Linked DNA regions of Zea mays: region 2 is linked to region 1. Evidence: chromatin contacts called from public Hi-C data. All regions are on one chromosome and are shown on one strand. Each heading gives the region's core, a stretch centred on a gene start, on an enhancer-like site or on the middle of the called end of the contact. The rest is flanking DNA. Distances are from core to core; before and after follow the strand shown.

Evidence for each region. A called contact is a pair of places that touch in the nucleus more often than the background predicts.
Region 2: a contact with region 1 is called in a Hi-C map of bundle sheath, with 5 times the contacts expected there. The contact joins the promoter of LOC100285225 here to the promoter of LOC103628609 in region 1. A contact is called at or near these places in 3 of 25 Hi-C or Micro-C datasets (bundle sheath, leaf and tassel).

The regions. Positions count from the first base shown.
Region 1 is chr5:161,031,772-161,036,665 of Zm-B73-REFERENCE-NAM-5.0, reverse strand. It overlaps LOC103628609, which reads right to left and starts at 2,548. Exons shown (of 2, transcript XM_020538147.3): 1 at 2,442-2,548; 2 at 1-385. The coding sequence starts at 2,548. It overlaps LOC103627130 (UDP-glycosyltransferase 73D1-like), which reads left to right and starts at 3,617. Exons shown (of 1, transcript NM_001319709.1): 1 at 3,617-4,894. The coding sequence starts at 3,667.
Region 2 is chr5:161,728,769-161,733,662 of Zm-B73-REFERENCE-NAM-5.0, reverse strand. LOC100285225 (fatty acid elongase) reads right to left here and starts at 2,899. Exons shown (of 2, transcript NM_001158119.2): 1 at 2,754-2,899; 2 at 412-2,241. The coding sequence starts at 2,228. The coding sequence ends at 675.

The sequences.
Region 1 (4,894 bases), core at 1,299-3,798:
GGCCGTGATGGTGCTCCCCTCGCTGGCCACGTCATTGCTCCTCTCGCTCTGGTCGTCGTCACCATCGCTGTTAATCTCAATCCACACGCCCTTTCGCTTCTTCTCTGTGTTGGTATGGAATAGCACTCTTGTGACCTCAACTAGCACCATAGGGTCGATGCGACGGAGGGAGGCGACGACAGAGAGTACGCGTAGGGGGTCTACGGGGCGACCGCGCTGTGCCGAGTTGGAAACGCACGACCTCGTCGACGCGCCAGAGTAGGAGAACAAGGAGCCTGAGTAGCAGTAGAACTCCACACTGAGAGCGGGAGGACGCGAAGGCGGGGCCAGCGGGGGGGGGGGGGGGGGGGGGGGGTGGAGTTGGTGAGGAAGAGGAGTACGCGAGCTGTCATTTATACTCCCATTGAGGATAATCGAGCGGATGCGAACGACCTCCCTGGATTTCCACCGCGCCTATGAGTCAGGGTCGGGTCGTAGCTCCCCTTCTTATGCACCAGGTGTCGAGGAGAAGCGTGGGGTTGTTACGATGGTGATGGACGAGAGCTAGCATGGAACTCGGCCAGGCAGTTTGGAGTCTGAGAGCATGGGTTCCGTAGCTAGGGATGACCTACGGGCCCCACACGGAGGAGGCACACCTGCGAGCCTTGGCTGAGGACGCAGGAGGACGGATCCGTCGGCAGCTCCGCGATGTGATCTGGTATTCTGGTGCGCTCGGCTTGTGCTATGGAACGAGACCCAGGTGGTGTCTTTTTTTCTTTTCTGTTTTAGTTTTCCACTTTCAGATTTAATTCAAGTCTAGGTTTTGAATTTCCAAATCCAATTTAGATGCAACAATGAAACAAACATACAACATGAATGAAATTATTTTATATTTACTTATTTCTTATTTACTTTGCTCAAATAATTATTTGCATGTATAAAATTCAATAAGAAAGGAATTAATTATGTGTTTGGATGGAGGGACGAGGATGAATGAAGAGGGATAGGATGAGATCATTTTAATTTGACCTGCGTTTGGTTTGAAGATTCAGAGTCAGGGTCAAGAAATATTCTTAAAAAATGGTGGATGGGGTCATCTCTCAAAAAATAAGGGACGAGGTCAACTCAGGGTTGATCCCGTCCCATTCTTCGTTGACACCGAACCAAACACTACCCATATAACCCAAAAGGAATAGTTTAGGTAAAACAATTCACCACCCTTTATTTAAAATATAGTTTAATTATGTAGCCAAATTTGTATATTTACTCTTTATTAAATTTCAGGGAAGATAGTCTCAATTCATAACATTGTTATAATACACTTGAAATTCTAAATCTTTAGGGAATTTTCTTAATTTACCAAGATACAATTTTAGAATGTTACATCGGGTATCCTTGTTCCCTGGGGTACGGGTGGTAATCAAATTAGCTGTCATAGGGTTTTCGATATAACTGCTCTCCCGGGATTATGCTAATTCGGAGCTTATCTCGAAATGCTCCAGCTATCTCTTCCCTTACTATGTCAATAGCGACCGATGGTAGTCCACTGACCCTTTGTTTTGGCATATGTTTGGGTGTTTGGGTATTATGTCGTCTTCCTGCCCACAGGTTTGGGTTATGTGGAGCATTAATGCTGGCCCCTGGTGGCTCATATGACTAGTCATCTCTTTCTGGCCTTCTAGGGGGCAAAAGTACTCACCACCACATGTCAGGCATGTAGTATTATGGTACTGTGGTGTTGTGGGGTGTAACGTGAGGTTTGGCTGAGACAGGTATAAAGATGAGGGATAATTAATATTACGTTCTGTATACTCCATGCCGGACTGTCCGATCTGGTACATGGGTCGTTCGGCTGTGTGCGCGGACTATCCGGGCGTATATTTGGATTGTCCGGCCATATCCGCGGACAGTCCGAAAGGGTCTGTTAGGGTTTGCACAAAATGTGGTGGCCCTGGCGCAGAATTCGGTAACTCGGTTCAGAAAATGGGGTCGGTCGCCGCTGGTCTGTACAGTCCACACTCAGGCGCGGACGGTCCGGCCATGCGCAAATCGGTGGATTTACCCCGATCTGCGCAGAAGGTTGTGGTTGTCTAGGATATGTGTCTATCGGCACCCCATAAAGTGGTTGGGACTGGTCATACCAATTTGTAGCCGATGGATCGCGTGTATTTTCCCTAGTCTTACCCTCGTGCGATAGAAAATTGGCAACATCAGATTTATCAAATGCACGTGCTAGCCTCTTATAATCCTCTTGCATACCCCTTAGTATTCATTGCATTTGTTCTCGCTGCTCATCTACGTAAGATCTAAGGGATTGGATTTCGTTTGTTTCACTTACTTTGGGGGTAGTTGTAGTAGGTCGGATCGAAGCCAGATCAATCGCCCATTGTTGGACAACTTTTTTATTTCGGTCCACCTTAAAGTTGGCCAGGAACTTCGCCTAGGCCTCCTTGATCAGCTACTCCTTGTGCTCCTCGAACTCTCGCTGATCCTCAGCCGATAGAGTCTCCATAGTCGGCTCGATAATGTTGCTGGGAGAGACGTTGGAACTATCCTTTGAACTGGCCATCGGGGCTGATCTGATAGATCTTTACATCTTGTCCCCAGCGGAGTCACTAAAAAGTGTATTGGTGCCGATCTGGGCGCCAATCACTATGATGCTCTCTGTGATAACATGGACGATTCGCGGCCGAGGGCCGAACGGTCCACGACCTGGCGTAGCGGCTAGGGTTTCTACCGACGAATCGGATGGCCCGCGCGTGCGTAGAGGCAATAAAGTTTGCCAACAACACCTGAGTCTCGCTCCCGGGAGGGACCCCGTCGGGGAGGAGAGATCCTAGGATTTGTCTTAGAATCGGCAGACCATGCGAGACGCCTCTATACGAAGTAGAGTCAGAGAGGGGTGAAGATTAGAGAGAGAAAGCTACGTTACCGTCTACTCCTAGGAAAAAAATGTAAAGAACGAAAGATAAATTAATTATTGATTTGATTGTTTGTTATTCAATCGGATGTATCCCTTCAAATATATAGATGATCTAGACCCGTTCCTAGGTGTTCTCCAATAACTCCCGCGAGATTAAAGGGATAAACACGTGAGAAGATAGGAGTTTAATTGCCAGATCTAATACTATCACGAACCGTCCACGTCTATGATCGGGCTGTCCGCAGGCCGGACCTTCGAGCCTCAATGCCGGACCATCCAACCATACCCAGTGTCTCAAATGGTGCTCAACACATTTTTTTGTCAGTTTCATAAGCCTACTAGAAGCACCTCTATAATATATGTCGTTAATGGACAAAAGGTAAGTTGAATTCCATCTCGAAGGAGCATCTAGCGAGAGTGGTTGTGTTCAATCCACACTCCTCTACGTTAGATTACTATCTTCGTTCTTAAATATTTATCGTTCTTAAATATTTATCGTCCGTTAGTTTATTTCTGTTAATTTATTTTAATATTAAATCACAACAAATAAAAAAGAACTGAGAGAGTATGTCTGAAGCCCTCAGTCCCAATCACTGTCCACAGCTCTGCGGGACTAATCGACGACGATTAGCAGCCGTCAACATTGTCCATCCAACCTCGCCGTCACAAACTCACAACCCCCATGTCGTCGGCTCCAAAGCAAGACCCTGTTCAGCCACACGCTCTGTCTTGGTCGGTCTAGGTGTTGTCCTCACGGATTCGCGATGCCGCACTTCGTGCTGGTGCCTATGCTGGCCGCGGGCCACGCTGGTCCGATGCTCGACATGGCCCGCGCTCTGGCAAGCCGAGGCGCGCTGGTCACGTTCGTCACCACGCCGCTGAACCTGCTCCGCCTCGGCCGCGCTCCCGGCGATGGCGAGCTCCCCATCCGCTTCCTCCCGCTCCGCTTCCCGTGCACCGAGGCCGGTCTACCCGAGGGCTGCGAGAGTGCCGACGCGCTCCCAGGCATCGACTTCCTAAGGAACTTCCACGACGCGTGCGCCATGCTCCGCGCGCCGCTCGTTGCGCACCTTAGGGAGGCCCACCCCCCGGCGAGCGGCCTCGTTTCCGATACCTGCCACCCGTGGACTGGCGCGGTGGCGCGGGAGCTCGGCGTGCCGCGGCTCGGGTTGGAGACCTTCTGCGCTTTCTCCTCGTTCTGCATGCGCCAGATGAGCATCCACAGCGTCTTCGAGGGAATCAGTGACCACAAGCGCCCCGTGCGCGTCCCTGGCTTCCCCATACACGTCGAGATGTCGAGGGCGCGGTCGCCGGAAAACTTCTCGGGTTTCGGCAAGGTGTTCGCCGACGAGGTCATGGCTGAAAACGCGAGAGCCGATGGCCTGGTTGTCAATAGCTTCGCAGAGCTCGAGCCCCTCTTCGTTGATGCCTATGAGGCGGCGCTCGGCAAGAAGATATGGGCCGTGGGGCCTCTCTTCCTCCAGCGCAACATGCCGTTGTCTGCGACGTCTGGCTCTGATGACGCGACCGCTGTCCGCTGCGGGAGCTGGCTCGAGCAGAAGAAGCCCCGGTCCGCGGTGCTCGTGAGCTTCGGCAGCCTGGCCCGCTCGTCGCAGCCGCAGCTCGTGGAGATCGCCCACGGGCTGGAGGCGAGCAACCGCCCGTTCATCTGGGTTGTGAAGCCCGCCAGCCTCGCCGAGTTCGAGCGGTGGCTGTCCGACGACGGCTTCGAGCGCCGCGTTGGGGACAGGGGGCTCGTGGTCACGGGCTGGGCGCCGCAGAAGGCAATCCTGTCGCACCCGGCCACGGGCGCCTTCGTGACGCACTGCGGCTGGAACTCCGTGCTGGAGTGCGTCGCGGCGGGGCTGCCGATGACGACGTGGCCGCACTTCGGGGATCAGTTCATGAACGAGAAGCTCGTGGTGGACGTGCTGCGGGTGGGGGTGCCCGTTGGCGTGAAAGACGCGACGCAGTGGGGCGTGGAGACGGAGG
Region 2 (4,894 bases), core at 1,650-4,149, 700 kb before region 1:
ATGAACTTAATTCAGCAGGCACATACAGAATCATGAATCTATCAGATTCAGTGAACTTAGTGTAGCAACATTGTAAGCTTCATCAGATTAGTGGGACAACACGGATCCGAAGTGGAAAAAAAGGATATAAACTATTTAGTGAAGTTTCCAAAATGCTGTCACAACATTAATTTCTAGTTCAGTTTCAGGTTAACACCTTGAATCCGGCTAACACCTTGCCTAATCATGCAGTTTTAGGATATTCAGAGACGAACACGATGAGCTGCTGAGCATTAGAGAACACCAGCAGACCAAAAGGGGGAAAAAAGAACAGGTACTGCTATGAAAAAGAAAAGGCAAGAATCCACTCCGAGATTTAATCACATATATTCCCTAATTGCCGAAGGGCCAACAAATCGTTCAGATGGTTCATTTGTGGAAGAACAGTGATCAACAGTTGGAGAATGAACAGATATAGTAGAACTGTCAGAACACCGAGCAGTCAACTATATAGATAGGCCAGGGACCGAGTGCCATACAGAAACAACATTAACAGATGTATAATTCAAGATTAGAGAAGTCGATCGCCTTTCCTATCTCCTACAACTATATAGTAATGAACTATGAAAAATTCCAACCAGATCTTCTATCCAAACAATTGCAAGCTCCATCATTCACGCAACTAGCAATGCATTTCAGTCGCTTGAAACCTTAGAGACCTTGGGAACATCCACGGGAAACCTGTCGATCTCGTCCATCCACGGGTTCGTCTCCTCCGCCGGGTTCACCGACCGGAGCGCCCTCCACACGGCGCTGTTGCACTTGAACCCTGACCCGAACGCGATCTGCCACACCCGGTGGCGGCGCCGGATCCTCCCCTTGGCCTCGCTGTAGGCCAGCTCGTACCAGAGCGAGCTGCTGGACGTGTTCCCGAACCGGTGCAGCGTCATCCGCGACGGCTCCATGTGCCAATCCGTGAGCGCCAGGTTGCTCTCCAGCTCGTCCAGCACGGCACGGCCGCCGGCGTGGATGCAGAAGTGCTCGAACGCCAGTTTGAAATCCGGGATGTACGGCTTCACCTTCTTCATCTTGAGCAGCTTCTTGGCGACCAGCGTCGCCATGAACAGCAGCTGCTCCGACAGCGGCAGCACCAGCGGGCCCAGCGTTGTTATGTTCGTCTTGAGCGCGTCGCCCGCCACCGCCATCAGGTCCCTCGACAGCGACACGCCCACGACGCCCTCGCCGTCCTCCTCCTGCGTCACGCAGCCGAAGCACCGGTCGTCCGCGCCCTTGTGCGTGCGCACCGTGTGCACCAGCTCGTACTTGGCCCGCCGCCGGTCGGACCGCCGATTCGAGAGCAGCACCGCGGCGCCGCCCATCCGGAACAGGCAGTTGGACACCAGCTTGGAGCGGTCGTTCCCCGAGTACCAGTTGAGCGTGATGTTCTCCGTGCTGATGACCAGCGCGTACGACCCCGGGTGCGTCTGCAGCAGGTCCTTGGCGAGGTCCACGGACAGCAGCCCGGCGCTGCACCCCATCCCGCCGAGGTTGTAGCTCACCACGTTCCCGCGCAGCTTGTAGTGGTTGACCACCATGGCCGACAGCGACGGCGTCGGGTTGAACAGGCTGCAGTTCACCACGAGGATCCCGATGTCTTTGGGCTTGACCCCCGTCTTGGCGAGCAGCTCGTCAACGGCGCCGAACATGACCTCCCGCGCCTCCGCGCGCGCCTCGTCCATGGACGGGTTGGGCGGCACCCGCGTGACGGCGGGGGGAAGGTACGTGTCCTCGCCCAGCCCCGAGCGCTCCAGGATCTTGCGCTGGAACTCGAGGCTGGCGTCGGTGAAGCAGCCGGTGAGCCTGGAGCAGCGCATGAAGGTGTCGCGCGTGCACCGGCGCTCCGGCCCGGGCTTGTAGCAGGCGAAGTCGACCAGGTACACGGGCCGCGGGCGGGTGAGGAAGTAGGCCGTGCCGAGGAAGACGAGGAGCGTGGAGCAGGCGAGCACGGAGATGAGGTTGAGGCGGAGGTGCGCCCACAGGTCGGCGACGTCGCGCGGGGAGAGCGTGGAGAGGTACACGGCCACGAGCACCATCAGCGGGGTGAGCAGCAGGTACATGCCGTGGGTGATGAGGTAATGGTACCCCAGCTTCACGTACTTGAGACGAACCGACTGCTGGAAGTCCGGCAGCTGCCGCGACGGCGACGGCGTGGCGGAGGCCGGGTTGGTCGGCGGCGCCGGGTTTTCCATGGCCCCTCTCCCTCTGTAACACACAGTTTGAGTTCGGTCGGTCGGTCAGTAAAACGCGAATAAAAATAACAACGCCGAGATTAAGTTTCACAATCTTGCGCTTGTCGATTGTGTAAGGATCTGAGTGGAGAGATGTGGCTAGCTGAAGGCGTTTCCGCTAGTTTCTTAAGCATCCGAGTCAAGAAACTGCCACGAAATCGACCAAACAAAAAATGACATCATATTTCTTTTTTGAAATCTGAATTATCAGTTGTCCTACGTGCGGGGGGGGGGGGGGGGGGGGGGGGGGGGGGGGGGAAGAAGAGCAATCCAGAACAGAAATGGCCACCACACTAGACGAGACAGGTTTTCTTTCCGTTCCCAATCGGCAGCGCGGAAGAAACTAATCAAGACGAAGAATCTTTCTCGCGTGCTCAAGATCAAATGGCTACGGGGGTTCCTCGATGGTAGGAGAAACGAGCAACGACGGATCAGATACGCCACGCGCGCGATCAACAGAAGAGGAAAAGGCAACCCGATGCGTACCAATCGAACAGCAGAGGAGCCGCCGCCGCCGCCTCCGTCGGACACCAGATCGAACCGAACCCCTGTAAAATCTGAACCAGGCCTCACTCGAAGCAGAGCACGGCGTGGAGAAGAAAGTCAGGGATTCGCCCCGCCCCGCCCCGCCGGAGTTTTAATAGAGGAGGAGGGGGAGGGAGAGGGAGAGAGGAACGGTGCGAGGGCCCACCTGACAGCTTCGGCCCCGGCGCACGAGCGGCGGCACGCCAGCCGTACGCTGGCGTTGACCGATGGACGGCCGGATGGTGGTGGCGGGCGTTCGAACGGGCGGACGGATGGAGGCCGCTCCCCTGTTATTACTTGCCCGCACGGCGCACGCGCAGGCAGGCGGGAAGCCGTTACGTAGTAGTACTGGCACTGCTACGCTGAGCGGACGCGGTACTACCGTACTAGTGTGAATGGTACCGTTTGTAGTTGTTCGATTATTTTTGTTCTAGGCATTGAGATGGAGATAGATTTTGGTTTATTATGAATTTAAATTGGCTCAATATTATCTAATCCATATGGTTTCGTGTCAAGGAACAAGCTCTAGAGGGAGCTGAGATCCGATCCGTATACATCTGACTCAGTAGCGAAGCTAGCAAATATTTTATCGGGGTCATTAGTATTAACTACTTAATTTTTACTATAGAACTTTTGTTATTAACACTGTTTTCTATTAGATATTCAAAAAATTACCGGAGTCAGCTGACCCCAAAATAAAGGCGGGCTCCGCCCCTGATCTGACTATCTGGTATGTATCTTAAAGTTTAATATTTAAAATGTCAATACCTATTAAAATTTAATAATATTTAAAATGTTGATATCTATTAACATTTAATAATATATGTATTCGATTCGATTTTGAAGAAAAAAATATAAAAATAAATATGGAATAAGTAATATCCGTTCGACTCTGACGGCCATGTGGGTGCGTATCGAGTTGGCATCGGCTGGCCGAGGGCGTGTGAGTTTGAGCTGTGGCCTGTGGGGCGGAGAGAACGTGGCTGGAGTGACGGGGTTTTCTTGCGGGAACAGCCGGCGGTTTGTCCGTTTTCTCGGCGGATCAGCTGCCAGTTCATTCCGTTCCGTCTAGTGCTGTGCACTGGTTTAAAAAGTCGTGAGACATCTGTTTGGAGGATTAGCAGGAGTCTAAAAATTCGCGGATAACGCAACTGTCAATGTGAAACGGAACTCTACCAGAGACAGGAACGGTACGGTACGGTACGTGCATGGTGATTGACGAGTTGCAGTCACGGTCCTTTGACGAGTCATCACTGTGCTGAGAATTTTCCTCTGACCCATTCCTCGAGTACCAGAGCAAGACCACGGGGGAGGCTTCGATTGGCCTTCCAGAAGATCGACGACGACCGGAGCTCCGACGCGTTGTCGCCGCACGTCTCGTCACTCGTCAGCGCCCCGCGCCCGGCGACTGTGGACCGGCTACCCCAGCCGGGGAGTGCGGTGCAGCCGAGAGAAGGCCTTTTGTTTGTTGTTGCACGCCTCGTGGAGCCGCGTCGCCCATGTTCCAGAAGCAGAACCTTTGACTGTGATCAGATCCCGGCGCTGCGTTAGAAATGTCTTTAGGACACGTAGAATCTCTCATCGATTGGTTTTCCAAGCGTAAAGAGACGATTAATAGACTGCGCGGCATGTACAACATTATTACACGAGGGTCTCTTATAGAGTTTTTAGGGGGTTAAGTATAAAAAAAATCAAGAGACGAGCTCTTTACGAAAAGTCTGTCTCTTCACGACTTTCTGCATATATTGTCTCTTAACTGCATTAATACTCTAAGGGCCTAGGGTTGTATCATATAATCTCTTAGATATCTCTTGTACCTAGAAAACTGTTTTAAAGGCTCTATATTATACATGCCCTAACTATAAACCTTTAGACCATAAATTGTGTAAAGACAAACTCTTCGTGAAGAGACCAATCTTATGCCTTTTATTTAAACACTTAAGACACCTCATATAAAATATGATTGTACATACCCTTAGCAATTTCATAAGAATATTCTTTACGACTAATTAAGGATAATCATGTCATTATCTCTTAGTTGAAACCACCGAGCAAATTTAGGGGGTGTTTGGTTCCTTTAGTTACCATCGTAAACTTTAGCC